Regions from separate parts of the Mus musculus genome. Here region 1 is linked to region 2. Evidence: chromatin contacts called from public promoter capture Hi-C data. All regions are on one chromosome and are shown on one strand. Each heading gives the region's core, a stretch centred on a gene start, on an enhancer-like site or on the middle of the called end of the contact. The rest is flanking DNA. Distances are from core to core; before and after follow the strand shown.

Region 1 (6,726 bases), core at 3,605-6,104, 240 kb after region 2:
GGTTGTTCAAGTCACCAACTCCTTTGCTTTGCTTATTTCTTCGTCATCCTGAATGAAGACCCTCTATATTCATGAATCTGGTAAGAATTACCTTTTTTCTGAGCGCTATCAAGTTGACATGAGCTATTTTATAATATCATAGACATATAGATGTTACATCGTATATATCTTATAGATGGTTTTTCAATTAGTCTTATGGTTTGTGTTATTCTTTTGCTTTCTTCCCATGCCCCAAGTTACTAGGCCTAGAAATAAAATGGATATCAGCAAATGTTAGTAGAATTAAACCTAGGAGAAGTCAGTCTTCAGAATATTTAGATGGGACACTTTTTCCTAGAGTTCCATCAGCATAGAAACAAAATTCTAAATGAATGACGTAACTCTGTGTTTGGTTTACAAAAGTGAGCAACTTAAAAAGAAACACTAAGGGAAAAAGCCTTTTTTCTCTCTCTGCACTCGTTTCTTGCCAGTGGGTTTAGTCACAGGACGGCTGCTAAGCAGCTTCCTAAGAAGCTCTCATGGCACACACGAGGGAGCATATGGGACCCAGCATCAGGTGCAAAGGGGTGCCTGTGACACTGATACCCAGCTTTGCTCATGTTCCCACGCCTCTTGGATGCACCACCTCCATTCTGACTCACTTTCTTAAATGTTTGCTTTCATATCTGCCAACCATTTGAATTGGTGCTTCAACTGTTCGGACCATCTGCTAAGGGAGAACTTTTTGATTATGTCACAGTTTGGGGAATCATAAATAATACAGTTTGGGACTTGGAAGAGCCCTGGGAAATCAGCAAGTCTAAGACTTGCATTCATATGCTCACAAACACTGCTCTACTCCTCTGCATAGCCGCCCAGAACTGCGTGCTGGAGATGTAGGACAACTGTCACACATGGTCCCTGGGCTCCTGGCACTTATGCTTTAGCAGAGAAGATGGATTCAAACACGTCACTGGCAACTGGAAATACAAGTGGATATGGCCGGCCGTGCAACCAGGATCTTGACTTGCAACGCAAGAAAGAACTTCAGGACAAGTCAGAGTGGAACACAACTGGTGAGCTTATTGGTTAAATAGAAGAGTAAGATGTGCTTGTGGAGACTCAAGTATGAGTGTTAGGAAAGGGGGCCCTACATACCTCAGCTGTGGCCATGCCTGTGACTGGGAGCTCTGCAGCCTAGTTCCACCTAGGCTTAGATACTAAGAGAAGCATTGCTGGTCCTCATATTTTTGTATTCACAGAATTCTTTCCTTAAAGGAGACCTTTATGCATTATGGAGACCTACCCTTAGAGAAGGGTGTGTACTGGTAAAAACATCAATCAAAAGAAACCCTAGGTGACTGGAGATCTCCACCTAAGTCATGGGTTTTGGTCCTTTTTCGTTTGTTTGTTTGGTTGGTTTGATTTTTGGATTTTCGAGACCGGGTTTCTCTATGTAACCCTGGCTGCCCTGGAACTCACTTTGTAGACCACGCTGCCCTTGAACTCAGAAATTCTTCTGCCTCTGCCTCCCGAGTGCTGGGATTAAAGGCGTGCGCCACCATGCCTGGCTGTTGGTTCTTTTACCAAGCCCTGTGGTGGTTGGCATTTTTCAGAAAGGAGAATGTGGTGGTGGGGCTTCAACGTGTGTTTGGTTAGTGATGTTGAAATTCCAGGATGTTAGCCAGTGGCAGTTAGAGATCACAACCAGGAGGGTGGGGCAACTTTTTTTTTTTTTAATGCTCCCACTAACTCTAACCAACTACTGCCTAACGCCTGCCTAACTCCTACCTCAAAAACAGATTCAAATAAGATAAAGCAGACACACAAAAGATAAGTTTTAGGTCTATATCAGGGTGATTACTGGAAGAGGAGGAAGTGAGTGGGAAAAGGTTTATCAGATGCAAAACTGGAGAAGTGATCAGGAGACCAGAATGGCAAGCATCAGCTGAGAGCCAACTGAGCCTCGGGTCGCTAGACGATATGCTAATTGCTGAAGATGTGAAAGATAGGCTCATCTCAAAGAGTTTGTAGCTTGGGTGGATGTAAATGAGTCACAAATAATTGTAGCAAAGTTGTAAATATATATGTGAAAGCCACAAAAGAGGAAATGATTGGTTCTACCTGGAGATAGGTGAGGGTATTATAGAAGACTTCCTAAAAAGGAGGAGTGTAAAGTTTACAGGAAATGTGAGAAAGGAACTGCACACAGAAGGAACAGCACGTGCGAAGCACAGCATGCGGCCTGCCAGGACCTTACACAGTGTTATATGGATGCACATTTATTTCTTTCAGGGAGAGTGGTGGGAGGTAAGAGATGAGAGAAAGAGCAGGTCAGAGATCGACTTGATTTGCAGTGCTTAGTGTTGAAGTGCCCCCTCCCCAGGCTCTGTGCACACTAGTGTTCTACCAGTGAGCTCTATCCTAGTACTAGCTAAATCTTGATAGGTTGTGCATTATGCTTTAAGGAGCTGTAACTATATCCTAGAAGCAATTATCTGTCAAAAGGAGCTAGAGGTGTATCTCAGTTGGTAGAATATTTGTCTAGCATATGTGAAGCCCTACTTTTGACTTCTGCCCTGGAGTGAGGGAAGAAGTCACTAAAAGGAAAGATCATGGTGTGAATGTAATCAATGTTTTGTTTTAGAGCAATCCTACTCTGAGCTAGCTGGTAGATATAGATGGAACAGCTGTATTATTATCAAGTCCGTATATTCCATAATAATAAAGTAAGAACATCTGTACACTATAGAGGAGGGTCTGGAGGAAGCAAGGGTGAATACAGGAGTCAGTTATTATCACTACTGTATGGAATGATGAGGGCCAGAATAAACAGGGACACAAAGAAGAGAAATAGAGCAATAAGGCACGTGGAGAGGAACTAGGTGTGTGGGGGAAGAAAAGGGGAAGGATTGGGAAGCCTATTGGGCTCCCGGTATTGGTAACTGGAAGGAAGAATTCCTTCCAAACTGGAACAGAAGCTGATAAACAGGTTCCTGAAGAAAGAGGAATGCTCATTTAGATATATCTTGCAGTTGCCTGCTGGAGATCCAGATGGAAATTTCTAGTACACATGAGTCTGGAGCCTAGATGCAATGGATGACTGGAGATAGCCATCACTGAGTCATCTGCACAGAGACGAACGCTGAAGCCACTTAGGGACACCGGCATTTAAGGATGCTGTGTGGCTCTTTCTCTGAGGCTGGATGTGATCATTGCCATCGTGATTCAGAGCAGCAGTGAGAACAGAAGACCCTCAAGACCACGCCCACTACCAGCATGGAAGTTAGGGGTGAGGCACATATTTGAGATATATAAGAAGGTAACAATCTCGTGGAGGAAGGGAAACCTCTTTGGTGGTGTGGCTACCCATAGGTTGCCCATGGTCTGGTCAGTCACCACCCACTCATGCTTTCCTGTAAAGAACCAATGTCAATTCATTGGTTCACCAAGCTAGAAGGATGAAACTGTTCCTCTGCCATCGTTTGACCTTTCTATCTGAGGTGAGTCCAGTAAAGTCACTCAACAAGGGACAAACAAAGGAATAGACTCATCCAAGAACCTAGAGAGGTGTGTTGTGTACAAATGATTAATTATGAATATTATAATGATAAATGTACATTTATTACTTTTCTCATTGCTATAGAAAAATACACTTGACAAAGGTAACTTTAAGAAGGAATGGTTGATTTGGGTTCACAGTTTGTTAGTATTGTCCTTCACAGCAGGGAAAGGCATGGTGGAGGGAGTGTGACCCCATAGTGTCTACAATCAAGGAGCTGAAAGCAATGAATACGGATACTCAATTTCCCTCTCTTACTTATTTATTCAGTCTATGACCCCAGGTATGGGATGGAACTCCCAAAACAGTCAAACCTCCTTGGAAACACCCTCACAACCATATCCAGAAGTGGGTTTCATAAACAATTCTGAATCTTGTCAAGAGGACAATTGAGATTAATCATATATATATATATGTGTGTGTGTGTGTGTGTGTGTGTGTGTGTGTGTATGTATACACACATATATACACACATATATGTGTGTGTGAATCTATGTCTATATCATACATACATACATACATACATACATACATACATACATACATATATTAACTTTTTGAGATAAGGTTTTGTGCAGTTCATGCCAGCCTCATTTGGCCTCATTCTCACTAGGAGGTTGAGAATGGCTCTGAGCTTCTGATCCCGCATTTCTGATCCTTCAGCTTCCACTCCTCAAGTGTTCATTGCAGGCATGTACCATGCCTGGTTTCATGTAGTACAGGATACTGAACCCAGCACCTCACAGACCTCACATGCAAACCTTGTATCAACCAAATTACATCCCCAGCCCAAGCATCACATCCTAAAAAAACAAAACAAAACAACAAATAATAAACTCTTCTGACTTGGGCGAGACCAAAGGTCTTTCTCACTCATGGATAGCCAATTTTTAAGATTAAAGGGTTTGGTTAGAAGCCTCTCTTTGATGGGCACACTAATCCTATCTGTCTTCTGCCTCCTTGGTCCTGAGTGGGGTCACTAGCACCTATGAATATCATAATCTTTGTTTTCTTTAGCCTTGCTGTGCCTCCTGTGGCCTCATAAGATACCATAGGAAAGATCAATAGTTCACATCACAACACAGAACAATAGAAACAGCGACCAGAGCAGAGGAGACTCACAAGAAACAGTAAGAGAAGAATGGTTAGAGGAGGAAGGAAATGGAAGCATCAAATGTTGACCAGGTAGGAAGGAAACCGGAGACAGACAGTCTCAAATTCAGCCCTGGTGAACTTTGCCAGAGTGGTGTCCGTGGAGTGCCTAAGGACAGAGGCCTGGCTGGTGAGTCAGAATGTGGGGAAATGTGTACTGCAGGGTGAAGTACTGTTTGTAAAGGCTCCCTCAGGGGGCTCGTTAAAGGAGTGCACAGGGCTGAGAGCAGGGTCTCAATCCTGCGCACTCCTGAAGAAACCTGAGCCAGTCCGAGATGGAAGCAGGTAGGGGGAAGAGTATGAGACAGAAGAGGGGCTGAGGAACAGCAGCAACAGCCTGTAGATGAACCTGGGGGGGGGGGTGCTGACCAAACAACACAGCCACAGCCAGAGCCTGGAAGGCATGCAATGAGGTAGGGCTGAAGGAACAGCCTGATGAACCATGGTGAATGAATGCTGCAAGACAAGAAGTGGATGAGAAGACAGGCCCCGTGGCCCGGTAGCCTAGTGACCCAGTGATCCTCAGAGGGAGAAGTAATGCAAGCCTCGTGCCTTCTTACCAGGTGACCTTTGGCCCTGTACACACAAGCTCCCACCCACAATCCTTGAGCTTTAAAGACCTCTCTGCTAAGATGGGGGATTTTGTGTATGTGAGTGCTTTCTTTACTAGGCAAGGCTAGATTCACATAAGAACAAGCCACCTGTCACCAAAATAGTAAGTGTACCAAGACCCCGGAGTTCAGACCCAAAAGGGCTGGAGAGTACAATGGTTAAGAGCACTGGCCAATCCTATGGTGACATTTTCTCAATTATGATTCCTTCCTCCCAAATGACCCTAACTTGTGTCAAGTTGATATAAAACTAGACAACACAACACAACACCCATACATAAACAAAATAAAAATTTTAAAAAGACCCAAGGGACTTAACTCTTCATAAAAGAGAGAAGATGGTCGGGCGTGGTGGCGCACGCCTTTAATCCCAGCACTCAGGAGGCAGAAGCAGGCAGATTTCTGAGTTCGAGGCTAGCCTGGTCTACAAAGTACAAAGTGAATTCCAGGACAGCCAGGACTATACAGAGAAACCCTGTCTCAAAAAATAAAAAAATAAATAAAAAAAAAATAAAAAGAAAGAAAGAAAGAGAGAGAGAGAGAGAGATGCCCAGACAGATAAGCACCTTGATTTGCACATACCATTTGTGAGTTTTCAGAGAACGTCTCTAAAATTCAGACTACAGTTATTACTTCACTGAAAAGATTATGGAGAATTGCCCAGAGGATAGAACATTATGTGAGAGAAGGAACAGTTGAGAGAAAGTTCTAGATAAGTCTCATGGGTTCTGCATATTCTCTGGGTCCCTTCTAAGTACCACACACATTTAACGAGGAGGTAGGTAGGATGGAGACACTTACACATATGACAAGAACTAGCCAGCCACACATGTAAGAGAAGCAGACACACACACAAAGAAGGATGCTGCAGACCATGGCTATCCAGGCAGCAGCTGCGAATAAATGTACATGTACCCACCGAGAAGGCCTTGCCTGGTCCAGCAAGTGGGAAGGTATACTTGTTCTCTACAAAGCCAGGACTTGCTTATCCTGGCTGATGATATAACAGGGCACTGATACAACCTTGTGCATGACAAAAAATAAACTGGCAAGATTGTGAGCACGGTCCTGGAAACAAAATAAAATTAAAAAAAAAAATGCAGATTCCTCTGTGATGCGGAGTGGCAGGGCTGGTGATGTTATCACTGTCAAACACTTGGGATGATCATCCCAAAGACAGGGGAGATCTCTGCATGCTCATCAGTGTGGTTTCCCTGGCTTCTACTGTCTCCAGTCCTCACCAGTGTACACACTCAGTACTCCAACAATGCAGACCTGAATGGTGGAGATGCCTATAGGCTGGGCTAGCAGCGACTTCACATGGATGACAGCAACAGAACAGCCAATAATTGGTACCTTAACAGATGGAATAGTGTTAAGTGGTTAAGTGGAATGTTAGTGGTTTACACAAAGCCTGGAGTG
Region 2 (6,480 bases), core at 2,875-5,374:
GGGGAGTACTGAGCTGGGGCTGCTAGTCACTGCCCACTGCCACCACGAGGCCCCGCCCTGAAATTCAGTAACTGGACACTGGATCCTCGGGGGATCCGGTTTCCTCTTGTGTGCTCAGAAGCAAAGCCACAGGAGGTAGAGATGGCTAGGGAGAGGGTCTGAGCCTACTCCAGGCTCAGGGCAGGGGGCGGGGGTGTTAAGAAGTTCAGGGGAAGAGGTTTGTTGTTGTTTTGTTTTGTATTTGTTTTTTTTTTAAATCCAAACCTCATAGCCATAATGAATCCTAAATGTTATCACAACTGTGTTTTCCTCTTCCCTAGAAGTCTCATACACACACACACACACACACACACACACACACACACACACACCGCCCACCTCCACTCATTCTGGCCCAACCTCTTGACCCTCATCAGTTCTTCCAAAGCCAGTTTGTGCAGTTAGTCTTGACTGTCAGTTTGTAGGATACAGAATCATCTAAAAAAAACAACAACAACAACAACAAACCTGTAGGCTGGCCTGTGAGGGTGTAGTTAGGTTGGTCTGTGGAAGTGGGAAGACCCACCTCAAGTGTGGGTAGCAGCATCCGATGAGCTAGGCACCCTGACTGAATAAAAAGGAGAAGGTGGGGGGCTCTAGAGACGGCTCAATCATTGAGTTCTGGCTGCTCTTCCAGAGGACCCTGGTTCAATTCTCAGCACCCACATGGCAGCTCACAACTGCCTATAACTAGTTCCAGGGGATCAGACCACGTCTTCCGGTCTCTACAGGCACAGGCACAATGAGGTGCACAGACATGCATGTAAGCAAATCACCCATGCACATAAAGTAAAAATAATCAATTTTCTTTTTTAAAAAAAGAATTACAGCAGACTCAGAGAGAGAGCGAGAGAGAGAGAGAGAGAGAGAGAGGGAGAGAGAGAGAGGGAGAGAGAGAGAAACATGAAGCCTCATCCTCTTGGCTTCATGACTGAGGATGACATGGGCCCGCTACCTCAAACTCTTACTATCATGTTTCCTGACAAACTAAGAGCCAAAATAAACACTCACTTAAATTGCTTCTGCCAGATATTTGATCAAACAATAGAAAAGTAAGCCCTAAAGTCCCCTTTGCCACCCCTAGTCTAGATCAGGACACCTTAAACATTTTCTACTTAGCACCTCTGCATCTGAGAATTTTTTACATGACTCCATGTTTACAGGTATATAAAACAGGTGTACAAATCAAGCGTTTACTGGCAATAAATAAAAAAGAAATTTATTTTAAAACAATTTGGGGGGCTGGAGAAATGACTCAGCAATTAAGAGTATTTGAAGAAAAGACTTGTGTTTAAGTCTGGCGGTGGTGGTGCATGCCTTGATCCCATCCCAGCACTTGGGAGGCAGAGGCAGGTGCAACTCTCTGAGTTCAAGGCCAGCCTGGTCTACAGATTGAGTTCCAGGACAGCCAGGGCTGCACAAAGAAACCCTGTCTCAAAAAAACCAAAAAATTAGTTCAGTGAGAGACCCTTCACCAAAGAAGCAAGGCAGAGAGTGACCGAAAAGGATATCCTCCTGTAGTCAGATGACATGCCCACCGCTCATACATGTGCACATACACCATACATGTACACTTCACACACATATGCACACTTACACGTGCATATAAAATTAATAAAAAGTTACCAAAACCAGTTATCTAGTACACATAATTTTATCACTCAGGACTAAAGCAAATTTGTATAGTAAGGTGCTTGTGAAACATTCTAATCTAAAGATATACTAATCTGATACACGCTGAGGAATGATGATAGGACAATATTAAAAGTCTTTATTTCTGTAATTAGACCATTACTTTTCCCTAAGAGTAGACGATTTTGTATGTACAATTGAAAATGCGGCAGGCAGTTCACAGCGCCAGGGATAATCTCTGGTGTGCACCAAGGTGTGTCAGGCAGTGTCTGTCAGTGTTTGGTACGATGGAATCACAGTTTCGAAGTGCAAATGTTATGTGGTTAGACTCAGCAGCAGTAAAGTCTCAGTATGCGCCATAAGTCAGAAACCTGAGTTCTATTGTGTGTTTGATTTTCATTGATTTTTCATTTTTGTGTGTTCGGTATCCTGTCATGTTACCAAACCTTTTGTGAATACTGCCTTCAGTTGACAGACCCAGTGGGGACCCACAGTTTAAGCAGCTTAGATTTAAAGCCATCCCGTGCCCAGCCAGGCAACTCTGATATCTCCTTCCCTTGTCTCTTGCTCAACCCAGATCACTTCTGGTCTCATCGGTCCAGCATGAGATCCTTCCAACACGCAAATCTGGTGGCAGCACCTGCTTAGAGCCCTCATTCATTCTAGTGACCTGCTGCGTGATTCTAGCCACTGCATGCTAACATCAGAAGAACCTACACTGTGGCTTCCCTTAGTCCTCTGGGATGTAGGAAACAGAAATGAAATATGCTTATTTGCTTACTTATTTATTTGTAACCCTGGCTTGCAAATGAAATGTTTGTTTGTTTGTAGTCTTTGCTGTCCTAGAACTTGCTATGTAGACCAGGCTAGCCTTGAACTTAAAGAAGTCTTCATGCCCCTTCCTCTGAGATTGGGATTAAAGGCGAGCACCATCACACCCAGCTGCACATCTTTTATACCAGTGGAGTTTTTATTACGTTATATAGCGTTAGAAAAGTCTCCATTCCTTTGTCTCAGGTGTACTCTTCCCAGTAGAGGCCTGCCAGCCCCAGGGGCTATGAATTTTGGACAGGCTCACAGCCTAACATTTGTCTAAGATCAAAGTATGTGCTCACAGCTGCATCCTGTTCTCAAAAGTTGCACTTTGCATATCAGTTGACTGACTTTTAAGGGTTTGTTGCTGTTTGCAGCTGCTTGAGCATGTGAGGCCTAGCACTGACCATGCAGGGTAAGGAACAGGGTCACCCGATCATTAGTAATAAAAATCCAGTGGGACTCGCACTCGGTGAACCTGCCTGGTTGAGTGACCCTTCTGAAGAAGTGCATTCGCTTGCGCCTTGTGCTCTGGATTGTGTGGTGATTTCCCTGAGACCCCAGACCCATTTCTAACACGAGAGTACCTTCCTCCCTGAAATGGAACATGTCTTGCACTCCCACTCCTGACCCTTGAATTGTCAGGGCTACAATTGTGCTCCCGGTTGGAACAATCTATTGGCTCCTGTTCACTACTCCGTTCCGTGACTAACAGGTCCACAGGCCTTTAATTAATGTGCTATTGAATTTATGAACAAATAAATGAATGAGTCAAAGGTAAGATTCAAACCAAGTAGGGCTGAATCATAGGGCAATGTGGGGGTTGGGGAAAGATGGAGAAATTAATTTGCAGGAGGAGCCAGTTTCTCAGTCTACATCCAGGGCCGGCTTCCTGGAGTGGACCACACTCAAACTCCAGTTCCCCAATTCAGACCCGTCCCCTACGGAATTGGTTTTGGGGGTTTTGTTTTGGTTTCTCTTTGAGCCAGCGAATAAAAGGCTGCAAACATCATCGCAGCTGTTCCATAAGGACCCCGCCTGTCTGGTCCCTCCCCCACCAGCCTTGGGTCCCCCGCCCCTTCGTAGCTAAAGGCGAAGTGGCCCTGCTGCGGGAACCCCGGGAAGCGCGCAGGGCGGGTCTGGGTCGGCAGGGCCGCAGCCTCGCGGGCGCTGTCCATGGTGCCTGCGCGCCAGCCGCACCCGGCCGGCGCTCGCTAGCTCACCGCTTGTAGTCCGAGGAGAAGATACCGCCGCTCGCCGGGTCGTGGCCATATTCTGGCTCCCCGGGACCGGCTGAGCCGCCCTTGTCTTCGCTGTAGGCCGGAGCGGCCGACATGGATCTGCGCTGAGGGGTGGCTGAGCGGCCGGGTTGGGCTTTGGTCGAGGAATGGGATGCACGCCTAGCTCTGCGGAGCTGCAATCTGCGCGGCGGAGGCAGCGCGCAGATTCAGCAATCAGGGCTGAGCGCTAAGGTTCTTAAAGGGACCGGCACCACCCGCGGAGTGCAGGGTTGGGGTGAGCTGACAGGGGACGGAGGAACAGCGCCTGCCCTGTCCCAATCTCTCAGAACTCTCTGGCAACTGCAAGCATCTAAAGGTCTCTCACAGTGAGCAAGGCTGCAGGGCTGATGACTGTATAGTCTTTGGAGGGATGCGGACCTCCTGCCTCCGCCCTCCCGATCACCTGACCTCCACGGACCCGCCCACCCATGCAGTGAGAGAGGGGGACGTGAGGGACACTGAAAGAAGGCCATACTCGCAGGCCTGGGTTGGAACATCTACCTTGGAGATTTAGGGGTGGGTACCTTTCCATCCTTTTTCACACAGTCTAAATCCCTCTGAGGATAACCTGCTTACTCACTGGGAATCATAGCAACTTCCTGGAAGAAGTGGAATTTAAGAGGAGGCTGACCCAGGAAGCAAGTGCTAAGGGCATTCTGGGAGCAAATCAGTTCTAGGTGGAGTAAAGAGAACCTCCAACATCCTAATTACGTTTGGGAAAATACTTTAATGATCCCTTCTGAAACCTCTTTTGGCCCATTCAGGAGGACCCAAGGTCACATTAATCACTGGTTAGGTTCCTGTCCATTGACATCTAGAAGGGAAAGAAGACGAACAGATTGAGTTAGGGTCTGGTGTAATTGCCAGGTCTCCAGGACTTTGTGATTTATCAAGCTTAGCTCCTAAGACCCAAGGAAGGAAGGAAGGGAGGAAGGAAGGAAGGAAGGAAGGAAGGAAGGAAGGAAGGAAGGAAGGAAAGCAAGAAGAAGGATTGTAGCTAGTTCTGGATTAGAGAGAACACCCTGGACTAGGCTGATGGTGAATTGTTTATCTTTGGTCTAGATTTTGGACATGAGGTTGAGTGATTGGGAACTCCTGGCCAGGCTCATAGAATGGAAGTATTCCCAAGGACCGAGATTTGTAGACTAGGGTCCCAATTCTCTAAGATCAGAATTGGTGGACTGTTTGGAAAAGGATGGAACTGAGAAAGGCGGACTTTGGATCAATAGAAAGTTCTACTGCAAAAAGAAGGATGGAGTTGGAGCAGCCCCTGGGTTGGAGATCGGTCATGTTCAGTAAATATATCTGCTCAGGATCTAAGAACAGTAGCCTGAGGTCTACCTGGCGCTAAAGGGTTTCAAAGTGTGTAACTTCAAAAATAGGTACACCTATTCTGGGGACTTTAGATTGCCAGAGTAAAGAGTTTAAGATGAAAGGAACCTGGTCTGGGTGTAGTGGAGAGGGGAATCATCTGAATTATGCTGGAGCAAGTTGGTTAGGTGCCTTTGTTAGCAGACTGGGGCTGGCATGGGATGTGGGCAGGTAGAAGAGAGGCACTTACTGAGTCCATGCCCAACAGGTTCAGTGCAAAGTGCACACAGTTGCTGCTAGTGGGATGGTAGGGAGGAGGATCGTTGTCCATAGCTTCTCGCACGCGGCTCTCCAGCACCCTAGGGTCAACGCCACCGCGCCTGCGTAGCACACGCCAGAGCTGTCGGGAGCGCTGCAGAGCTCTGTGCCCCTGTTTACACACGACACCCTCACAGTAACCCAGAAACGTTTGTACTCCATTCTGGTTGGAGGTCCTGCCTGTGGGGATAGCAGGCCCAAAATCAGAGCAAATCGGAGCTAGCTTTGGTGCGACTCAGTAATCTGCCCTAGCATTTCCTCAAATTGAAGCCCCACACCCTTGGCTGCCCAACCCTCTCTCCCCCATCTTCAGAGACCTACACCTTCGTCCTAATTTTCGTCCCAGCACAGCTTGCTCACGAGTGGCCAAATTTCTTTTGCTCACCCTCAAAGTGTATGATCTCTCCTTGGCCGCAGTAAACACCCACGTGGGCCCCGCACCACTGTGCCTTAGGGGTCTGCAACTTGAACAGGAACAGGTCTCCAGGCTGAGGCTCGTAGTTTTCTAACTCCACCTCCTGGAAGTTCTGACCCATGAGTGCCTCAGAGAAGAAGAACTGAATGGTGCTGGATGCTCCTACCAGGGTCTAAGAGAAGAAAGGTCGCAGACTGCAAGGTGTGTGCACACACACAGCTGGGTCATCCCACTCATCGCAGAGGGTAGACCTGGCTTGGGGCTGGGCCCTAGGCAAAAGGTCTTTGCTGACTCACACCTGCCTCCCTGTCCTTGAGGGACTCCAGAGGCCTGGATATCACGGATATGCGCTGCCTTGAGCCACCCGCTAGGGACGTCATGGTGTCCAGCAATTGGGACCTCCTCTCCACCCGTAGTTACCCGCTTATTCCCATTCCTTTCAATCTCCCTCCCCCTGCGCCGGTCTCCTTCCTCATCAACCGTCCATGTTGCCTTTTCTGCAAGCAACACCGCCTTCTGGGTGTCAGCTGGTACCTGGGTTGAGATGAGGGACTGAAGAAACAGGAAAAGTGCAGTGAGGTTGGGCCAAGGCCAATCTCTCCCAATTCCAATAACCTCAGTAGCAAACATGCATTCATTTGCTCCTTGCTACAATTCTCCAGATCAGTTGAA

The links. Promoter capture Hi-C pulls out the DNA fragments that hold promoters and counts their contacts.
Region 1: a promoter capture Hi-C map of trophoblast stem cells shows a contact between it and region 2, with 3 times the contacts expected there. The contact joins the enhancer-like site here to the promoter of Ap3b2 in region 2. A contact is called at or near these places in 14 of 39 promoter capture datasets (the 3T3-L1 cell line, the C10 cell line, the HPC-7 cell line and 9 more), 4 of 115 datasets of contacts at active chromatin or transcription factors (SST interneurons, embryonic forebrain, embryonic stem cells and 1 more) and 1 of 9 other capture datasets (adipose tissue).

Annotation. Positions count from the first base shown.
Region 1 is chr7:81,730,672-81,737,397 of GRCm38.p6, forward strand. It overlaps Gm42400 (a long non-coding RNA gene), which reads left to right and starts at 790. Exons shown (of 3, transcript XR_882263.2): 1 at 790-1,055; 2 at 3,015-3,271. Within about 2 kb of position 4,855, at least 8 of the 459 cell types and tissues checked have an H3K27ac peak or open chromatin away from gene starts, as enhancers often do. A contact at or near this core is called in trophoblast stem cells, where this site is marked.
Region 2 is chr7:81,489,801-81,496,280 of GRCm38.p6, forward strand. Ap3b2 (adaptor-related protein complex 3, beta 2 subunit) reads right to left here and starts at 4,125. Exons shown (of 26, transcript NM_021492.3): 1 at 3,708-4,125. The coding sequence starts at 3,820. BC048679 (cDNA sequence BC048679) reads right to left here. Exons shown (of 6, transcript NM_001193274.1): 3 at 6,343-6,360; 4 at 5,779-5,980; 5 at 5,326-5,573; 6 at 4,474-4,578. The coding sequence ends at 4,546.